Linked DNA regions of Zea mays: region 1 is linked to region 2. A link is a contact called in public Hi-C data. All regions are on one chromosome and are shown on one strand. Each heading gives the region's core, a stretch centred on a gene start, on an enhancer-like site or on the middle of the called end of the contact. The rest is flanking DNA. Distances are from core to core; before and after follow the strand shown. Region 1 holds the start of LOC100194130. Region 2 holds the start of LOC542492 (diphosphonucleotide phosphatase 1).

Region 1 (5,149 bases), core at 619-3,118, 130 kb before region 2:
CGAAATACGTCTCACAACACTCTCACGGGAGCATAAACAACTTATCAAAGTTATAATTTTTAGTAGATCATATTGCGTTTTTATTGATGAAATTTATATGTAATATCAACAAGGGTTTTTATTTAAAATTTGGTTCCGGCCTTCCCGATCTCTGAAATCTTATGACCGCCGCTGCCTAAAGATAGATATGGAGGACAGTAGGATAGGATCCAAAACAAAACGACCACTCACCTACCTACGTACGTACTCCCTCCGTTTTTTATTCGACATTTTTAGTTCAAAAATAAACGTTAAATATTTAAGAATAGATGCAGTATTATGCATTATATTATTTCAGTTATATGCGTATATAAGACACGTCGATTGACCCCAACCGCGCAAGGCAAATGGACGAAGCAAACCGCCCGTATGTATCGTGTACAGTACATAATGGACATGCATACAAAAATAGAGAGGCATCCAATGCATATGGCGATGCATTTGGTAAAAAAAAAAGCAGCGCATTTATAATGTTCAAACAGCGGTTAATTGTTCATCTCCCGTGTACTACCGAGCAATATGCATCGCAGAGAGAGCACGTGCATTTTTTGTTCTTCTCGATCAGGCCACGTAAATGTATCGCCGGTTTGCGTATATGCATGGCATGTTGGGGTCAAGTCAGTCTAAGGAGGCTGCTGGAGTAGACATGTGTTGCGCGATAGACGGTAGGGGGAACGCAAGCATAGCGAAGACATGTGCTGTCATAGTAATAGTATCGAGGCGAAAGCGATGGCGCGGAGATCCGGCCGAGAGGCGGCGTGGCGTGGCGGCAGCTCGCGGGCGCGGGCCCCGGCCGGTGGTGTCCCCTGCCGGACGTGGAGCGCCTCTCCGTCACAAGGTCCGTGTCCCCACCACTACATGCAGGTCCCGGTGCATATACGCACGCTTGCACGCATGGACTCGATCGTGACACCTTGCGTTCACAAAATATCTCCTTTTTTTTTCTTTCTCTCGCTCCATCGGTTTCGCATGTAGGTACCTCTCGTGTCACGATATTGCAGATCGGTCGTCGGGCCTGCGTCCTGCGTTGCGTTGCGTTGCGTTGCGTTGCGTTGCGTTACCTGACGGCATGCATTGCGCCGCCGCGCGCGCCATTTATATGTCACGTGTGTCATGCAGCGCAAGCGTGCCACACCGCAGCGGCGGCGGCGGCTAACCCCAGCGCGCGCGCACGTACGTGCGTGCGACACGACGTCGACGACAGTGAAGGTCGTAGCCCACAACAGCTTGGCCTCCCCTTCTCGTCACCGTACGTACGTGATCGAATTGCACTGGTCGAGCCACCATCGGCATCGTCCATGCGTTGGAATTACAAAACATGTTTTGGATCCACGTGCATGCATGCCCGTAAGAGCACGTAGGACCGGTCGGCGTTTGCACATGCATGCGGTATGGACGAGTAGCATATGAACAGTCCCACCCGCCGGTAACGACCGCCGCCGTCGGGCGGCCGGTGGCGAGTGCAGGCGCGGCACGCAATAATATCCCAGCCCGTCAAAGCCCCCCGACGCGGCGATCCCCGATTGGACGCGGCGGCTGACCACCTCGGGGACGCCACTACGTGTCCCGGCCGCACCTGACTGCGCACCACAGCCACACGAACAGGCACGTCGGATCGGGACGCAACAAGAGCCGCTCCGGTCCGGGACGACGACGACGCATGCAGCTAGCGCCGCGTGGCCGCGCGTGCCCCCACTCCGCGACAGCCACGTGGCCGCCTGTCCCGCCCGTACGGGAGGGACACGTCCGTCGCCTCGCCTGCCTGCCGTGGCCCCGCCGCGCGCGGTATATATACCTGGGCGTGGCGTGGCTCCATCTCTGTGTCTGTGGCTTTGGCTGGCCTCCATCGTTCTCGACTAGTACAGCCCGGGCGCACGCAGAGACAGAGCAGAGGAGTAGCGAAACATCCTGACGAATCAGCAGGAGAGAAAAGTCGGCAACGTTCTCGACTAGTACACACCCGATCGAAGAGGAAGAGGAAGAGGCTTGCTCTGCATCCAGCATATATTCCATGGCGCCGGCAGACATGGCGGAGCCGGCCATGACGACGGTGAGCAGGGTGGAGGACGCGGGGCGGATGTCGTCCATAGAGTGGGAGCCCAAGACGCTCACCCTCGCCCAGATCAAGTTCGCAAGGGTAAGCACGTACATATATGAATACACATAATGCATTATATATATTATACTAGAAAATTGTGAGATGCTATTTCAACCCAGGAGCTTGCATTGTTCTCGGCGATTTTTTTTTCTTTCACCATCTCATGAGGATGATTTCTTCACCGCCCTGTTAAATCAATGTGTGTGTGATCTATAATAATTTCTGTTTCGCAAATCCAATATTTCGAAATAAATATGCACGGATATCACATCCAATATTCCCTCTTTTGATTTGTAAATGCATCCTCCATCTCCTCCACCATTCCCTTTTTTTTCCTCTCCTAAAATCATCTTCAAGAGCTCTCCAGAAGTCTCCTCTAAATCAAGTTTTTTGAAAAAAACCATAAAAAACGATCTCTAACAGTTCCCAAGTGCTCACAACTTTTTCATGGCACTTAAAACTCTCTTATTTATAGCTACAAATAAGAAGTTTTAGGTTCCCAAAAACAATCTGTCGTTTTAAAAGATAAAGATCTGTTGGAGAAAAAAAAATAAAATTTACCCTACTAATTTTTTAAATGTTCCTTAAAATTGATTTTTATGAGTTATTTTCTAGGGAGCTCTTAGAAATGCTTTAAAAACACTGTCGAGTACTACGTAGCATAATTAATTCATGTACAAAAACATGTAACAGATCGATACAGCGCTTGCTAGCCGGCGAAGTGGTGCTAGTTTATATATATATATATATATATTTCTTTCAATCCCAAAGTACTATGATTCTAGTAATTGTAAAGATAATTCCCAAATAATTGGAGTGTCACTGTTCCTGAAAACCTATTCAATCAGACAGTCCTTTCCACGTGTTTAGGTACCATTGCCATGCATATTGCACCACTGCGTCGTCTTTCCATGTAGTGACTCACCTACTACCTTTCTCCCATCTAAAAAAATGTTAGTACATTAATTAAGTTATCAGTGCCTGTACATTTTAAGGTACCCAGAAGTATAAAGTATTGGTATACCCTATACTAAATTAAAATATATTTTAGGTGAATTAGGTTCCTTCAAATAAAAACACCGGTTACGAAGGCGAGTGTAGCATAGTGATACACACGCATGATTGGCGTGCGACGTGTCCATGACGTACGGGGGTCTCCGTCACGTACGCGACCTGATTGTCGTACGTGTACCCCGCCATGCGCCCGACTGGCCACCACACGTTATAACGGGCGCAACTGTGACAGACAGAGACGTGCCCGTCCGGCACAATAATTTCAGTCCTACTCTGTGTGCTGTTACAACACGTCGCAGATGGGATATTTCGTGCTTCTTGTACTGCGACGAGCTAGACGACCCAGCTGCGTACATACGTACGTACAAACATCAAGTCGCGTAACTTGTGACGACGACGACCGTGACATCCCCTGCCGTTAGATTATTTTTGAACTAAAACGTGAGATAAATAAAAAAACGACGGGAGTAGGAAATTAGAGGAACACACTGCGTATCTAGCTTATACTGCTTATACTATCTCTGTTCTAAAATATTTATCACCGATTAGATCATTTTAAAATATTTATCACCGATTAGATCATTTTAAATTAAAATATGATAAATAAAAAAGAACGGTGAGAGTAGTAAATTAGATTATTAGAGTAACCTATAGCTAAGCTAGAGTAATTTAGAGGATACTACGTAGTTGCCCAGCAGGTCTCAAATAAATTAATTATTTGAAGTAAATAAACACGACCAAATTAAATGACAGCGAGCCCGTTTTTATTTCTGTGTTACAGGAGGCGGCGCTGTACGTGGTGAGCACCAAGACGGAGCAGGAGGCGATCAGGATCTTCACCGAGGGTCTTAAGCCCGTGCGGATCATGGCCGTCAGCAAGTCCACTAGCTCCATCGACTCCTCGTCGTCGGACGACGACGTCGAGCTCGGCGCCTGCTGCTGCTCCTCCACCAAAGGCTGTCGCGGTGGCGGGAGCAAAGGCGGCCGACGGCGCCGCTCCATGGACGACAGGGACGTCGCTACAACGCCATTCTAGCTAGCTAGCTAGCTACTTGTTCCTTTATTTACACGTAAGGTCGTAGCTGTGTGCGTACTACTAGTTTACATATATAGCTAGTAGAGTCTACTGCATGTCTGTCTTTCCTTTTTTTTTCTTTTCCTCGATCCCGCCTGTTTTAATTACTTCCCTTTGGCTGGCCTGGTTTTGTTTAAAATAGCCGGCGAGTTTGGAATAGCGCGGCGATTTTTTGAGGCATAACTAGGCTCTCTTGATTAGTACTTAGGGGGTGTTTGGTTTCTAGGGACTAATTTTTAGTCTCTACATTTTATTCCATTTTAGTTCCAAAATTTCCAAATATGGAAACTAAAACTCTATTTTAATTTCTATATTTGACAATTTATATACTAAAATGGAATAAAATAAAGGGACTAAACATTAGTCTCTTGAAACCAAACACCCCCTTAGCTTCGCTCCTTGCTTGGACACAAGAGATGTAAATACCAGAAAGCTGCTAGCACTGTACATTACTGCCTTTATCCCCTCTTCAACTTTAGCCCGTCCTATCGGAAACCAACCGAATTTTACCGGTCAAAATAATTTATAAAGTTGCTACATGAGCATGGGCCGGCGTTCTGGACGGTGTCTACGATTAGATTAACTCATGTGAGTGTCTTTATCTCTCGCGTGCTTATCGAGCTAATTATGAAATGTATCCAAATATATTGGGATACGTCTAGGAGCGGCTGCAAACGATCGAATCAATCTATTTACTAGTTCCTTTACATTTCTCGCTCTAGGAGTAGCTGCAATTAGTCTTCCTCATTCTCAATCACCACCTCTCCTTGACTCTATGTCATTTAAAGGTGTGTTGGATGGCCTGCCGACCTTAAGACAAACCCTTCAGAGGGCAAAGATCCAGGATCTGCAGAATATCCGCGAAGCCCTCTGCATGCTCCGCAGCCAATTCATTGCCCATACGCGGACGGACCGCGCGCCCG
Region 2 (4,894 bases), core at 1,322-3,821:
CGGACAGTCCGGTGTGCACCGTACAGTCTGGTGCATGGTCCGCCCAACTCTCTGCTCTCGGGTTTTCCTGGCTACGTCGGCTATAATTCACCGGACAGTCTGTGCGAGGTGTCGGACGGTCCGAGCAAGGCGCCAGATGGTCCGTGCGAGGCGCCGGACAGTCCGGTGTACCAGCCGTGCAACGGCTACCTGCCACGTCGACCAAGGCCAACAGTCATATGGCGCACTGGACCGTCCGGTGCCCCACAGAAAAAGAAACCAACCAATGAGGCAATTCTCTGCCACGTCCTGTGCTCGTACTGTTCATAGTCCGGTGCGCCCACGGACAGAAGGCAAGAACTGCCTACCAAATGGAGCTCCAACGGCTCCTAGCTGCCTTGGGGCTATAAAAGGGACCCCTAGGCGCATGGAGCAATACACCAAGCCTCCATTGAACATCCTAAGACGCATAGACTCCGCAAACACGCATCCGGATCATCGTGACTGAGATTTGAGCACTTGTTGTGTTGCGAACTTGTTGCGCTGTTTTTGTGCTCACTTCTTGACTTGTGTGTGTGTCATTGTTGCGACTCTAGCTCTTGCGTGTGTTTCTTTTCCCCCCTTACTCGAGGAGCCACGACAATTCCTTGGCTTCGCACCTCGCGGCGCAGAGTGGGCGCCGATCACGGCAGAGGGAAAAGGGGCGGGACAAGGAGACATCAGCGCAGAGAAGGAGCCAACAACATACGAGAGGAGCCAGCGCCTGTGGTCATCGGCGGCGGCTGGTGGCGGATCCAGGATTGATCAAAGAAGGGGCTACTAAGTTAGAACTATAATAAAAAATTTAAACCAAACAAAAAAATATAATTGATATTTAATATAACACAAGAAGCAGAATAAATAATCAAATCACAAATTCATAAAACTTCAAATCAAATCATACTTCAAATCACAAATAAATAATTAAACATAGAATTACTACTAAATAAATAATCAAATCAAAACTTCAAATCACAAATTCATAAAATTAACCTAGGCCTCGCTGGCTCGCTGCTCCGGTGCTCCCGTAGCCGTAGTTCCGTGCGGCCGTGCTGGGCTGCTTGCAGATGGCTGCTGCAGTGCGCCAGTGCCTGGCTGCTGGCTGGGCGGTCGAGCGCGCCTGGCTAGGCGCCTGGGCCTGGCAGTGCCGCGGTGCGGCCTGGCGGCTGGCCGCGAGCGCGCAGCGGCGCGGGCGCTGCCGCGTTGGAGAGCACGCGCTGGAGAGGAGGCGACGCGCTGGAGCAGCCGAGCAGGAGGCGCAGGCCGCGGGTCAGCGGGTGAGCTCGCTGCGGCGCTGGAGATGGAGGCCGCTTGGTACCTCGGCAGGAGCGGGGCCTGGAACTAGGGTTGGGGGCTGGGCGCGAGCGCGACTATGGGCCTCTAGTGGGCCACGACTTCTGACCGGGGCTGCAGCCCAGGCAGCCCCGGGTGGAGATCCGCCCCTGGCGGCGGCTGATGTCGAAGTTCGATGTCTCACCTTACTTTGCGAACGCTTACGACGGAATTGGGTTTGGGTTGCGGTTCGTGCGTGTCTCTCAAAGCTAGTTTAGGAGCCATAAAACCAGAGTGGATTAGAAGGGCTAGAATTCCTTCTAGTTTAGGTGCCACAAAGCCCTTCCAATCCACTCCGGTTCTCCCAAACCCAAACTAGCCTTCACGGTCTCACCTCACCTTCCTCTTTTAGGGATGGCAATTTAATCCGTGGATTCAGATATACGTTGGATATCCGACCCGACGGATCCGGATATGGATATGTTTTTTTACTCGCGGGTTAGACCCGTATCCGACCTGAGGAAAAATGGGCATGTATTTGGATACTAAACCTCACCCACGGGTTATCTATTGGATATCCAAAATTAACCAATACTTCAATTTTTTCTAGAGGTAGACTCTCAACCGGTTTGTTGTTGAAATATACCCTGTGGCAGTGTGTCTGCTCCGTGCTCCCCTCTCTAGCTCTCCTAGCGCTAGCTCAAGTGCTCAACACTACACTAGGATCAAATCATCAGAACTTTAGAAGGCAGAAGGCTGAAGACCAAAAGCAGAGGAGACATGAAGACATGTATTTGCTGTCATTTGAGAATGTATTTGTTGACATGCAGACATGTACCTAAACTATTTATTTGTCATGCAGACATGTATTTGTTGATAACTAGTCAATCATGTATACATGTGCAACTTTCTATTCTGAATTTATTATTGAAAATCAAGACATTTATTTTTTTGAAGGACGTGTATATTTGTTTAATTTTTTATTAAGTTTTTAGTTGTGCATATGGTGAATTTGGAGGAAATTTGATTAATTATGTTATTGAATTGTTGAAAATGATTCTTTGTCATATCTGATACATGTTCGATGGATATCCAAAATTCGATGGATATAGATATGGATATGAATTTCTATCCATAGATATAGTCGTGAGTGAAAATTAACTGCTACCGTGAATATAATTGTGGACGAATATTCACAATATCGGGTCCGAATTCGATCTGCCCTCTTTCCAACCTTGCCGGGTCGTTGCCAAATGCCAACGCAGGCGCCGGGCAGTGCACGCACATGGCTGCGCGCGTGGGCCTGCTCCCGCACGCGATCCTCGTCTCCTCCCGAGCTCTACCCACGCCCCGAGCTCGCGTCCCTTATCCTCTTCCACCCGTCCCTTCCTACCTCCGCCACGCCTCCTCCTCCGCCTCCCGCTCCTGCCGCGCGTCGCCGCGTTTTGTCGCAGTCCGCGCCATGGCTTCGGGGAACCCCTACGCCGCCGAGCTCGCCGCCGCCAAGAAGGCCGTCACCCTCGCCGCCAAACTCTGCCAGGTTCGTGGCTACCGTGGTCCGTGGTTCAGCTGCGGGCGTAGTCCGGTGCTTTAGATTTACGCACCAGGAATGGGGAAGAGCCAGCCACTGTACCGTAGTTTCATACTCGATGTTCTAGCTAGTATAAATGTATAATATAATGTATTTCATTTTCATATGCTATGAAACACTATATTCATGGCGTACCAGTTGCTATGGTTTTATTTACGACAATGAAATGCTTGTGTAGCCGTACAGGCTTGTATTGGTGGTCTTAATCCTGATAAAAAAGAATCACATATAGTGATGGGGTGGCGTATTTGATTGTTTAGACCGGATACCGTGCAGTTTGGATTTATCTCTTTTCTGTTTTGTTTCCTCCCCAGACAGTTCAACAGGATATTATGCATTCTGGCGTTCAGGCTAAGGCAGACAAAAGTCCTGTCACAGTGGCTGATTATGGTACGTGCTGGATTTTATCTTCAATTCTGTATGATTGATGCTTTTGAGTTGCATCCACAAATCCAATTCGCTCCAAAAGCAAAGTTTCTGAACAAAAATCAGTGCAATTCATTCATGTGCGGGCTCCCTTTGGTATGGAATAGAAGTCGGTTGTATCTTTTTCATTTAAGCTGTGGTAGATAGGGCTTCAACTTAGCGGCTTCTGGCATGTATTAACCAATCGACTCCAAAAGCTTGAGCAGATAATTCACCTGTAATTCAACATATGACAATACTAAAATCAAGTTTGGAGTTAGTTAATGCTTGTAGGGAACTAGAGACGTTGTTAATGAGAGTTGACTATGATGGAAAACATTCTTCAATTAGTATGTTGATCATCTTAATATGTGAAACATGTGCAATAATAACTAATGGAGTTTACCCTTAAACCTAGCCACTAGATGCGTAAAACTTAGGGTGGGTTTTCGTTGCCCAGCGACGGCGAGGTGCAGTAGGGGTCTCACACAGGGACAGTGAGAGGTGGCGACGGCCTTCCCTCCACTTCCGCAGAACAGAATAGATTAGATTGAGTGTATAGGGAATCGGAATGTTGTTTCCTGTGGCAGCTCCCGTCCCCGCTTTTGTTTCTGCGGTGTGAAAGGGGGCTGCAACCGAACATGTTATTGTGCCCTCGATCAGGGTGTGTTAGGATAGGATATGATCAACCATGATCGAGTCCTTTGAGATCAACCCAAAAACTTGTGCTTTCTCCCAACTCGCTGTTTACTTGCCAATTTTCTTTCACACATTAGGATCTCAAATATTGGTCGGTTTTTCCTTAAAGATGGATGTATCATCTGGACCATTTTCATTGGTGGCTGAAGAGGTAACAATACTATTTCTCTTTCTACCTGTTTCCATGTAGCATTCATTAGTGCTTCTGCAATTAATAGGCATCAAGTGCTTATGTAGGACTCAGATGAATTGAGAAAAGATGGCGCTGAAGAAATTTTGGAAGATATTACTGACCTTGTCAATGAAACCATCTTTGATGATGGTTCATATAACATTTCGTTTACAAAGGAAGGTATACTCTCTGCAATTGATGATGGGAAGTCTGAGGGAGGTCCATCTGGACGACATTGGGTGCTTGATCCGATTGACGGTACTAAAGGGTGAGTTTGGCAACTTAACTAGTAGGTTTCATATTTGTATACTCTAATAAATGTTGGATTCTTTCTACCATTTGCATTACCATATGTTATATCTTCTCTATTCTTGCTGATTTAATGTGTTTCTACATTATTTCTGATGAAATTAAAGTAGCAGTCTAGCAGGCACCACTATCTTGTTTGTCTCATGAACCTATATCTCTAATGTGTGAGGATTATGATGTATTATTTTTTTATTAATATCAAGTTGAATGTTTTATCTCTGTTTTCTTAGGTCTATGAACTGCAGCAAAATAGACTAATACATTCATTTATCTTTTGTAAATTGATGCAAGATTTATGGAGTACTTCCAAATGCATATATACTAAATGCTAATGTTAACTTATATGTATCTTTTTGGTTTCTATACTTAAATAGTTAGATTACAAAAGGCTTATACAATTCAGTGTTTATCCATGTTCCACTGTGTAC

The links. Hi-C and Micro-C count contacts between places; a contact is called where the count stands out from the background.
Region 1: a contact with region 2 is called in a Hi-C map of leaf, with 5 times the contacts expected there. The contact joins the promoter of LOC100194130 here to the promoter of LOC542492 in region 2. A contact is called at or near these places in 2 of 25 Hi-C or Micro-C datasets (endosperm and leaf).

The regions. Positions count from the first base shown.
Region 1 is chr10:15,897,270-15,902,418 of Zm-B73-REFERENCE-NAM-5.0, reverse strand. LOC100194130 reads left to right here and starts at 1,868. Exons shown (of 2, transcript NM_001139183.1): 1 at 1,868-2,176; 2 at 3,933-4,685. The coding sequence starts at 2,051. The coding sequence ends at 4,187.
Region 2 is chr10:15,769,132-15,774,025 of Zm-B73-REFERENCE-NAM-5.0, reverse strand. LOC542492 (diphosphonucleotide phosphatase 1) reads left to right here and starts at 2,571. Exons shown (of 9, transcript NR_158665.1): 1 at 2,571-2,830; 2 at 3,196-3,271; 3 at 4,063-4,136; 4 at 4,223-4,425.